Linked DNA regions of Pan troglodytes: region 2 is linked to region 1. A link is a contact called in public Hi-C data. All regions are on one chromosome and are shown on one strand. The core of a region is the stretch at or near the end of the contact, and the rest is flanking DNA. Distances in the headings are between cores, read along the strand shown. Region 1 overlaps DCUN1D3 (defective in cullin neddylation 1 domain containing 3). Region 2 holds the start of LOC101058359 (phospholipid-transporting ATPase ABCA3-like).

Evidence for each region. A called contact is a pair of places that touch in the nucleus more often than the background predicts.
Region 2: a Hi-C map of induced pluripotent stem cells shows a contact between it and region 1, with 2.1 times the contacts expected there. The contact joins the promoter of LOC101058359 here to the enhancer-like site in region 1. A contact is called at or near these places in 2 of 7 Hi-C or Micro-C datasets (induced pluripotent stem cells and stem cell-derived neural progenitor cells) and 1 of 1 datasets of contacts at active chromatin or transcription factors (stem cell-derived excitatory neurons).

What each region holds. Positions count from the first base shown.
Region 1 is chr18:23,426,281-23,431,173 of NHGRI_mPanTro3-v2.0_pri, forward strand. DCUN1D3 (defective in cullin neddylation 1 domain containing 3) reads right to left here. Exons shown (of 3, transcript XM_001158932.4): 3 at 1-3,650. The coding sequence ends at 3,167. Among named protein-coding and RNA genes, the nearest start is that of LYRM1, 41 kb to the right of the region's middle. Within about 2 kb of position 2,746, at least 5 of the 24 cell types and tissues checked have an H3K27ac peak or open chromatin away from gene starts, as enhancers often do. A contact at or near this core is called in induced pluripotent stem cells, where this site is marked.
Region 2 is chr18:23,869,675-23,874,739 of NHGRI_mPanTro3-v2.0_pri, forward strand. It overlaps LOC101058359 (phospholipid-transporting ATPase ABCA3-like), which reads left to right and starts at 3,255. Exons shown (of 10, transcript XM_063796836.1): 1 at 3,255-3,343.

The DNA.
Region 1 (4,893 bases), core at 1,496-3,995:
TTGGCAAAGATGGGGGAAAGAGCAATTCAATGAAGCAGCACGTCATCTCATACCATCTTTCCAATAAACTGCTAAAGAAACATCACAAAAGCTGACAAAGCCAGTTGTCAAAACTGAGTTATTTCTTATTTCCCAACACACTTGTTTGTTGTTGCCCTCAGATGTTGCCGATTTCCAAAGTGGCGTCCACATCCTGCCCCTCTCCACATCACCCTGATATTCTGTTGCTAAGCAAGGAGTGTACTGGCTTATCTGAGGGGCATGCATTCAGCCTCTTACACAGACTTACTGCTCACTCATTAAGTGGCAAACCTATTTCTAGGTTGAAAGGAACAAGACTTTTCATTTCCCAGAAGTATAACTTCAAACCCTACACACACCTCACCTTGGATCCCTTTGCAGAAAAACTGCATTTCTTGTGGTCATGAAAGAGTCAAGCATTGGCCCAGAGCTACTGCAGAAGCTTGAAATCTTTGCTGAGCATCAAGTACTCAAACTTGAAAGGAACGTGTAAGTCCCTCCCTGACTGCTCCCTTTTCTGGCTTCTCATTTGCAAATGGATCAATATAACCAAAAAATAACTAAATGGCTTTTTTGGTGGGGGATGAGGAGGCTAAATAGTTAATTTAAAAAACAACAAAATACATCCACTCTAGTACATCTAATGCACGGAATGTCTTCTTAAAGGGTGGGGAAGGAACCTAGTTTCTCCAGAGTACTCAGGGTCCTGGGCTGCCTGCCTCTTTTGTGCAGCTTTCTCTGATACACTCTGATCTGGGATGGAAAGGGCCTTATCTGGCCAAGAGCAGCCTGGCTTTTCCCTCAGTCAACCACTACCCAATCCAGAACCGGGGAAAATGAGTTGCAAACTGGCTTAATGAAAAAGCGGTCTTTTTAAAACCTCAGTCTGGGTACCCAGCTACAACTGATCTCACAGAACCTGCTGGGACCCCTGGAGACTTATTCAAGAGTCTTATTTAGCTAGAACAGAAGCCAGGCATCTGGCCCAAGACCCCCTTCAGCTTTCTAGCAGTACTATACCGTGGATGATCTTAAAGTTTCCCATTTGCCCCTCTGAAGGAGGAACTGTCAGGTTTAGGATTTAAAAAAAAAAACAAATTCCAAGTATGTTCCCTATGGTCAATATCAGTTTTAGAAAAATACCAACTGCCAAAACTCTTTAATAATCCTTAAGATGGGAGCCCAGAGCTGTAAGGCTGCTCACAATGAACTCAAAACATGCAATTCCTGCCCAGGCTGAGAAACATACCTGGGACGCAGCAGGGTATTAGGTTAGGGGAGAAACCTCCAAATGTTTAACAGACAAAGTCTCATTACCTCAAGAGTATAAATATTTTTATAAGTTTTTATTTAAAAGATTCCCTTTTTAATCTGTTCCAAAGTGTTGGAAGCTGAACTATACAAGTTCCTGCCACCCATCCTTCCAGTACAGTTTTCTGAGGACATACTTTTTAAATGGAAAAATAACAGGAGGACCCTCTAACTGAAACCAGGTAGGCCCAGAGTGAGCTCCTCAGGCCCCTGTGGCAGCCTGGCCAAAGCTGGCCTTTATGGAGCCAGCGCGTGGAAAAGTCTGGGGAACCGGGGCCCTCCCTCTTGTGAGGAAAGGGCTGAGCAAACTCATGTTCTCTTTAGTGAAATGGTCCAAATTCAGATCCAAAAGCCTCCATTATGGCATTCCCTGGCACTCTTCTTATACTTTATACATTGAAGGCAGCTCCCTCTTTTATGGCCAGTATAAGCAGGCAAAGAAACAAAGGAATATAGATACATATATGTGTATATATATATATTTTATATAGGTAAAATATATACATATTTTATATATGTATATATACATATTTGGGGGTAGGGAAAGGAGAGGAGGGTCATGTAAACCTAAACAGTCATCACATTACCCCAAATGAGCCTGACATTTAACAAAAAGATAATAAATAACTCCTGGGGGTTAAGTGACAACATGGGTGCAGCAAGAAGGGAAAGGGCACAAATTTAACTATTAAATACACTTTGATATTTGTTTGGCAGAGTTCAGGCCAACCCCAGGCTTCTGCCCTTGCCAGACAAGTAAGCTGATGATATTCAAAGAAAAAAATAAAAATATTTAAAAAAAAAAATTCAAGCAGAGCTCCATACCACAGTTTTCCTTCAAGTCAGTTGGCCGGCAGGCAGTTTCCCGACCACCAGGAACAGAAACTTTGGCTCCAAGGCAAATGAAACAAACAAACAAAAAAAAGTATTTCCACTTACAACATGAAAATACAGAAACTTCATCAAAGAAAGAAAACTATCAAAGAAGTCTACTTCCAGCAAAACTGAGGTAGCACTGCTTTCTCCGCATTCAATGCTTAAGTGGTTCTCAGTACAACGTGTTCTTAAAAAATGCTCACTTGACTGACAGGTGCAGCATGTTGACGGAAAAACTCAACATGAAATGCAATAGGTCAAAGAAGGAATGAGCAAGAAGTGAGGGAAATCAGGGTTCTGGATAAATTAGCTTAAAAGGGGGTTGTCACCAGACTACAAATGCTCTTGGCTGGCCTTGGCTCTCCAAGAGCTCTCAATTGCCTGGGAATTAATGCAATGTGGTTAACAGTTAACACTGCTATTCAAATCTGTGTAAATCTTTAAAAATAATTATTACAACCTAAATTCAACCATGTAAACAGCACTACACACAGTACAGACCTGCCCTGAAAAACAATATGCGAAACTGAGATCTGGCACTGTATCATTTTGTAATGTTAATTCAACCTAACAGTCCCATCCCCCCGCCCTGCTCTATGCCCTCCCCTACCAAAAAAAAAAAAAAAAAAAAAAAAAAAAAAAAAAAAAAACAACCTAAATTTGTGCAAGAAATGGCAGGCTTATTCTATCTGAAGGCTTCAAAAAAAGATACACAACATGTAACCAGGTTCAAATATTCTGGGAGATCCCCCCAAAAAGGAAATAACCAAAATAACCAAAAAAATGAAGAAAGTGCCTAAAACATGATACAGCATTTTAGAGCCCTTTCAGATACAAGGCAGAGAAAGGTGTAAAGTAGAAAATATCCGGATCTTCAGTAATTTCCAAAATGGTCCAATTCCTCAGTTGGCTGCAGGGCAGCTGGCAGATCCTTGCTGCTGCTCCTGGGACAGAGCCACTAAGTCTGCTCCTCGGGACACAAGCCCTCGGGCCCTGAGCTGAGTGCACCTCTCCCTTCCCCTTCTCTTTTCCTTCGCTCCATTTCCCACTCCACAAAGGTGTCAAAGAGACTTGGCCAGGCCTCATCTTCACTGTAGTTGCTGAGGTCAGGGCCAATCACCTGAGTGAAGTTAAGGAACATGTTCCAAGTGTCCCGGGAGATGCCCTTGATCCCCGAGGGGTTCTCTGTTAGGAAGTTTAGCCATTGGTCCAATACCGGAGGATTGTTCTGGGTAAAGACTAGTTTCCACAGGGCAATGGCTATTTCCCGATGCAGTGACCGCTGCCCTTCTTCAGAGTCCAGGCCAAACTGAAATGTAAACCGGTAGAGATCCTTGAATTTATCCTCTTGTTTGGCTTCTGTTAAGAGGCTAGGGAACCGTGCACAGATTCCGTCAATGCTGTCTGCACTTATTGCTTTGCAGCCATCAAAAAACTCCTTCCTGCAACAGAAAGGAAAAGGACAATTAATAATTATAAACTATACTATTTACAGGCAATATACATAGTGATTAAGAGCAAGGCTTTCAGGCCAGATGGTCTGAATTTGAATTCTAACTCCTCCAACTAATTAGTCCTATTTCCTTACTTGTCAAATGGTAAAAATACCACCTTACTTCATAGGGTTTTGGTGAGGACTAAACAAATTACTATTCTGCTTCTAACAGTGCCTGGCACACGGTTGGCAGCTGATAATGGTTCATTTATTCATTCATTCATCTTCCCAAAGCTAAACTCAAGTCTCCTGCTCCCTGCCCTGTTTCCCGCTCTGCAATAGCGATTAAGCTGCGGATTCTTTCTCCTTCCAGAGGAGGAGGCTTCCTGTTTCCCTTCTGATTCTCTATGGGTTGTTTGTTTGGGGTATATTTTTAGTGATTGCCAAGGGAGACTTCTGGAGCCAAGGATTCTGAACCTGGGTAATTCTACCACCAGAGATCAAAATTATATTATTAAAAAACAAAAATTACGTATGTATTTTTAACATCTATACAACTCTTTCAGCTTACAGCATGGTCTCGCATTGATCGTCTTCTCAGGGACTGTAGTATCTGCTGAAGAGGTGAGGCCTCTGAGGTCTGGAGGGTAACCTTCCTGGGGTGGGGGGCATGCAAACTACAAATTGTATGGCTAGGCCTCACAGTCAGTTCTTATTCATAACCCCGTGCTCTACAAACCACATTCTATAGGGACATATGACCAGAACAATATGCACAGCTACTGCTTAGTAACTGAGGCCAACTGACCTTATTATACACAGGCCTGGCTGAGGGCAGGCAACATGCTAAGTACTAGAAAGGGCAAGTGGCTTCATGGAGGGAGAGAGGCATATCCCCTCCCCAGAGGCACTTATTATATTGGTACTCACAGTGCCTGGCACATGCTGGGCATACAATAAATATCGAGTGAGTGAACTGACATGTAAAGGAGTAAAAGAAAAGAAAGGTCCAAGACAGCAGTGGGGCCGAGCAGCAACTTGGCCACCTGGCTCACCCTGGCTTATTTCTCATTTAAGGCAAAGATGAGCAGTGCCCAGTTACTCAGAAGCTGCCAAATAATGCTATGATAGGCCTGAAATTTGACCTATGAATTAGGCAAAGGCGTTATTCTGCAAAAAAAAAAAGAAAAAGAAAAAAAAAAAACCATAGCATACACATTAGAACCAGACATGAATCTTTATCAAAATCC
Region 2 (5,065 bases), core at 2,005-4,504, 440 kb after region 1:
AATTGATATGTCATTTAGCAGTGTCTGCCTTGTATAAGTAGATGCTTGTCCTGTTGCTCCCTGCGGCACCTGTCTCTCCCATGATGCTGAGTTAGGTGTTTGTCCAGTATTTGCCCAATCAGAGAACTGATAGGTTAAATAAAAGCTATTAATTTGCAGTTTGTCCAGCCTTTTCTTATGTGAAGAGTGAAAGGGATATTCACCAGTTCTGTGTACCTCCAAGGGAAAGCTAAAGTTGGCATAACCAATTTTACAAAAAGCAATGACCCAAAAATTCTACCTTTAGGTATATACCTGAGATACTTGCATCCACTTCTGCCAAGAGATACGCAAAATAATATTCAAATAAGTGATATTCACAAAAGTCAAACACTAAAAACAACCCGCATGTCTATTAGTAAACAAATGGAAAATATACAACATTCATATACCAGATTACTGTGCAGAAAGGAAAATGATGAATTATAATTACATGCAACATGAGTGAAGTTTCCAAACAATATTGAGTGAAGCAGAAAGAAAGGAATGAATACTGGATGATTCCATTCATATGAAGTTCAAAAGTAGAAAAATAGAAATCACAATTTTAGGGGTGCATGTGTAGATAAAAAGATAAAAAGGGAACTGTTAGGGAATTGCTCAAATAACAATAAAAGCAATGGCTACTTTTTATAGAGGACAGAAGCTGGGAAATAGCACATGGGAATGTATGCGTTATTATTACTTGACCTGGATAGGGTGGTTTCGTGTGTATTTGCTTTAAATAATTCATTAAGCTCGATGTTTGAAATATCTCATATTTATTTGTGTGATCATGAAGGCAATACATGCTTTAAGACTAACATTAAGAAAAATCCCACACCATTACAAACGTGTTTTTTCAAACATTTTTAATCCCAGTTAATTTGCTATAATCTACAAATATGCAATAAAAGTGTAAATACAAATGTTTATTCTAAATTAGGAATAGACACCACCCTCTTTCCTCCTACTCTACCAGTGGATCATTACTCACCTGTATAAGAAACTAGAACAAGTGGCCTGACTTTGGTGATTTATACGTGATTTTCTGTTTCACACGTGAGGCTATTCTTACTATGATTATTCTTATTATGATTAATCCTTATTGTTATTAATCTTGTTCTTATTGTGATTATTCCTGTTGTCCTCCCCACCAAACACACTGTACATGCCCACACACTGCCAGGAGGAAAACATCCTGGTTCAGATTCTCAGCACTGCATTTAGGAATAAAGTCTCGTAGTAACATTAGGCTTTTAGTTTCTTTTTTTTTTTTTTTTTTTTTTACTTTTTGAAACAGAGTCTCACTCTGTCACCCAGGCTGGAGTTGAGTGGCGTGATCTCAGCTCACTGCAACCTCTGCTTCTTGGGTTCAAGCGATTCTCCTGTCTCAGCCTCCCGAGTAGCTTGCATTACAGGAGTGCACCACCACGCTCGGCTAATTTTTCTATTTTTAGTAGAGACAGGGTTTCGCCATGTTGGCCAGGCTGGTCCCAAACTCCTGACCTCAGGTGATCCGCTCGCCTTGGCCTCCGGAAGTGCTGGGATTACAGGCGTGAGCCACTGCACCTGACCACATTAGACTTTTAGAAGGCTCAGGTGTTTTACTTTGGGCAGGTGAACTGGCTAATATTTGTACCCTCAATCATTGCTATGAACTCCACATAATAAGACTAGTTCATGAGGAATAAATCTGCCGAAACCATTAACTATATCATGGATACCAAAGAGATTGGGTTAGCAGGTCACATCTCCTTTTGTATTAACCTCCTCTATCCACCCCTTCAAGTATATAGTTAAGTAAATGTAGCAATATTTTGGTGATTTCAAATGAAGTGTGTAAGATTATTCACCTGTCCTATTATCCTTTCTTGAGTAGTGTCTTAAAACACAAGAACCAAGGGATCCTTAACTGCTACATTCCCAGCAAGGACTGGGGAAAGGTGATGGTAGAAATCTTGCCCTTGTAACATTGCATGTTAAGTAAGAGAGCACTAACGGTGGGGAGTATTTGGGATTCGGGCATTTGGAATGGGAGCCTGGCATTGTTGGGAGGAGCAGCAGCGTTAGGTTACTTTCCAAACACCCCTAGAGTTTAATTGCCTTGATTTCTTCCCCTAAATCCGACTATTAGGCCATGTCCATCAAGAGATGGCCTCCTCTCACTTTCTCAGTTCTCTGTTCTTCCGCCTTCTCACCTCCCCCTTCTGTGCCTTTTGTCCTCCAACATACACTTGATAGGAGTGGGGGAGTGGAGGAGAGGCTTATCTGAGTTGGGGGCTGAAGGGGAGATTGCAATGGTAACTGTGTTTTTATTGCTGCTGTTAAAGGTGTTTGGCATTTTGGAGCAAGCTAAAGAGCAATTTGATTTAGAAGACTATTCCGTCAGTCAGATCACACTGGAACAAGTCTTCCTGACCTTTGCTAACCCAGAGAAATCATCCAGTGATGATGAAAACGAGGTGCCATGAGATTCCCTCTGAAAAAAAAAGAAAAAAAAAAGAAATGCCCTACACGTGAGTCCCAATAAACTCATCTACTCATCAAGCTGGACTGGTCTGAGTCATTCTTTGGTCTGTTGGCTCCTTTCCCAGTTTGGGGCGGAGGATGTTCTATACAGTCCTGGATTTTTCCCCAACCAGGAAGAGAACTCCTTGTCCTGCAGTGTTCCTCTAGCGCCCTCTCCTGACAAAGCTTAACTTCGGAGCTGGAGCAAGTCGTATCCGGCATTGCAGGGGAGAGTGAATTTGGCCTGTGATCGAATCAGAAGCTGCGATTCTAAACAGGAAGTTACACTGGAGGCGAGAATTGGGGTGGGGCGCGCCAAGAGGAGCAAGCATTATAGAACGTGGGGAGCATGAGAAATACACGGAGGTGGAAACGCCGGAGTGGCTGGCGGGTAAAGGCAGCGGGCGCAGATGAAGCGGGCTGGGCGTCCCACGCGCAGAACCGTCCCGGACAGAAGCCGCAGGGGCTGCGCTGGCTGGAAAAAGGAACGCGAGGACAGCGCGCGTGGCGCGGGGTCTGCTCCAGGACGGAATCTTTTGGGTGGCCCGCATGAGGGGTTTGCAGGACCCCCGGCCTTTGGGAAGTTATCTGCTAAACTCCAGTAGACCCTGAGGAGCAGCGGCTCATGAATCTTCTTAAACTTCTGTCTTCAGCGGCTGGGCCAGCTGAAGGTGACCATGACACACGAGGGAGAGAGAAGCCCGCGAGAGGCGGAGAATTGTGGGGTCGTCCAGGAGGGTCGACAAGGCAAAGAACCTGAAGACCACCCAAAAGGGTACCTAAGTGGGGCCCTTTCAGGGACTTGGGGCGTAGGGTAGGTGGGTGAGCGCAAGGGACGAGATGGGTGTGCGCATGGCACGAGGTGGGTGGGAGCATGAGACGAGGTGGGTGGGGCGGTGGGTGAGGTCCCCGCCCCCAGACGGGCTGGCGAGGAAGCAGGGAAGAAGTAACGTTGGGCTGGTGGGGCAACGGGTGGGGCGCACTGGAGCTGCGGGGTAATAGGTGGAACAAACTGGGGACTACACTCGTGGGCGCACGTGCGGAAGAGGGACTGAGGAGGTTCCTGCGTGCTCCCCTCGAGCACCGCCGACAGCTTCACCCGCACCTCCTGCCTTGCGCACCACTGACTCCTACCGCTCCGCGCACTGCGCGCGCTCGGCCCTCGTGCAGCCAGCTCCCGGCCGGGTCCGCGCGAGGGCCAGGCTGCCAACCTGCCCGCGGGCGGTTGGCGGTTGGGGAGGGCGTTGGGAGGAGGAGTCCCGCCGGGTGGACGGGCGCCCTTCAGCGGCGGAGGCGGCGGCGGCAGGGGCGAGGCTTGAGGGTGAGTGGTAGGGAGTCCTGGCGCGTCCTCCTTTTGCCGGCGTCCCCCTGCGCTTGCAGCTGCTGCCCGACGCCCGGGAGGCCGACCCGCTACCCGCGATGGGCGCGCAGAGCCCAAAAGGGCGACCCCCAAACAAAACTCACGCATATAAATCCTCCAGAGACTTCCTCATCCCCCATCCAACACACACACACACCCACACACACATACACACAATCAAATCGAATAGAAGCACTGTTAGGAATTTTATATTGGCTATGCAAAGTGCTTGAACGCACTGACTTTGGAGGCAAATGCCTTGTCCCTAGTCCTGACTAGTCCAGAATTTATTTGCTGTGACCTATGGCAAATTGCTTGGTTTCTCTAAGCCTCCATTTCCTAAGGCTGATATCTGAAAATAACTATAAGAGGAAAAGATGCTATTGTATCCAACTCAGAGGGCGGTCCTGATACTTACATTGCCAGAACATGTTAAGTGTTCCATAAATGGCAGAAGGGGCTGTGGAAGTTCAGTGATTATAGGTAGTTTAATTTGTCTTAGTTTTCCTTTGTGAAAGCGTAAATTGCACCAGAGAAAGTCACATATGTAAGGGATACTTTATGCAAAGCTGTTGTGCTAGGGAAGAGAGACCAGAACTCAGTCTAAACTAACTCTGCTGAAACAAAGTGGGGCAAGGTTTTTAAGCTCTAGGATGAGAGTAGAAAGGTGCTGGAGGGCTGTCGGAAGCATACTGAGTTGTTTGCTGAGTTTACAAGTGTTTCCTCCGTGATTAGGCCAGCTGTGTTTGCTAATTGGCTCTCAGGGAAGTTAGGCTCCTACCCTCCCACAGAAACTGGGAGATAGGGGGACTGTCTTCCTTGATGATTGCATTTCAAAGGAATGGCTCCCAGGTCCTTGACAAAGATGATTCTGGTTTGTAAAACTAGTAAGAGGCTATTAAAAAGAGTTACAGATATCTCAAGACAGAGAAAGAATTTACAGTGAAAAGCTTTCTAAAGAAAATGCTCTGTATTAGTCTGTTTTCACACTGCTGATAAAGACATACCCAAGACTGGGCAATTTACAAAAGAAAGAGGTTTATTGGACTTACAGTTCCACCTGGCTGAGGAGGCCTCACAGTCGTGGCAGAAGGTGAAAGGTACATCTCACATGGTGGCAGACAAGAAAGCTTGTGCAGGGAAACTCCCCATTTGAAAACCATCAGATCTTATGAG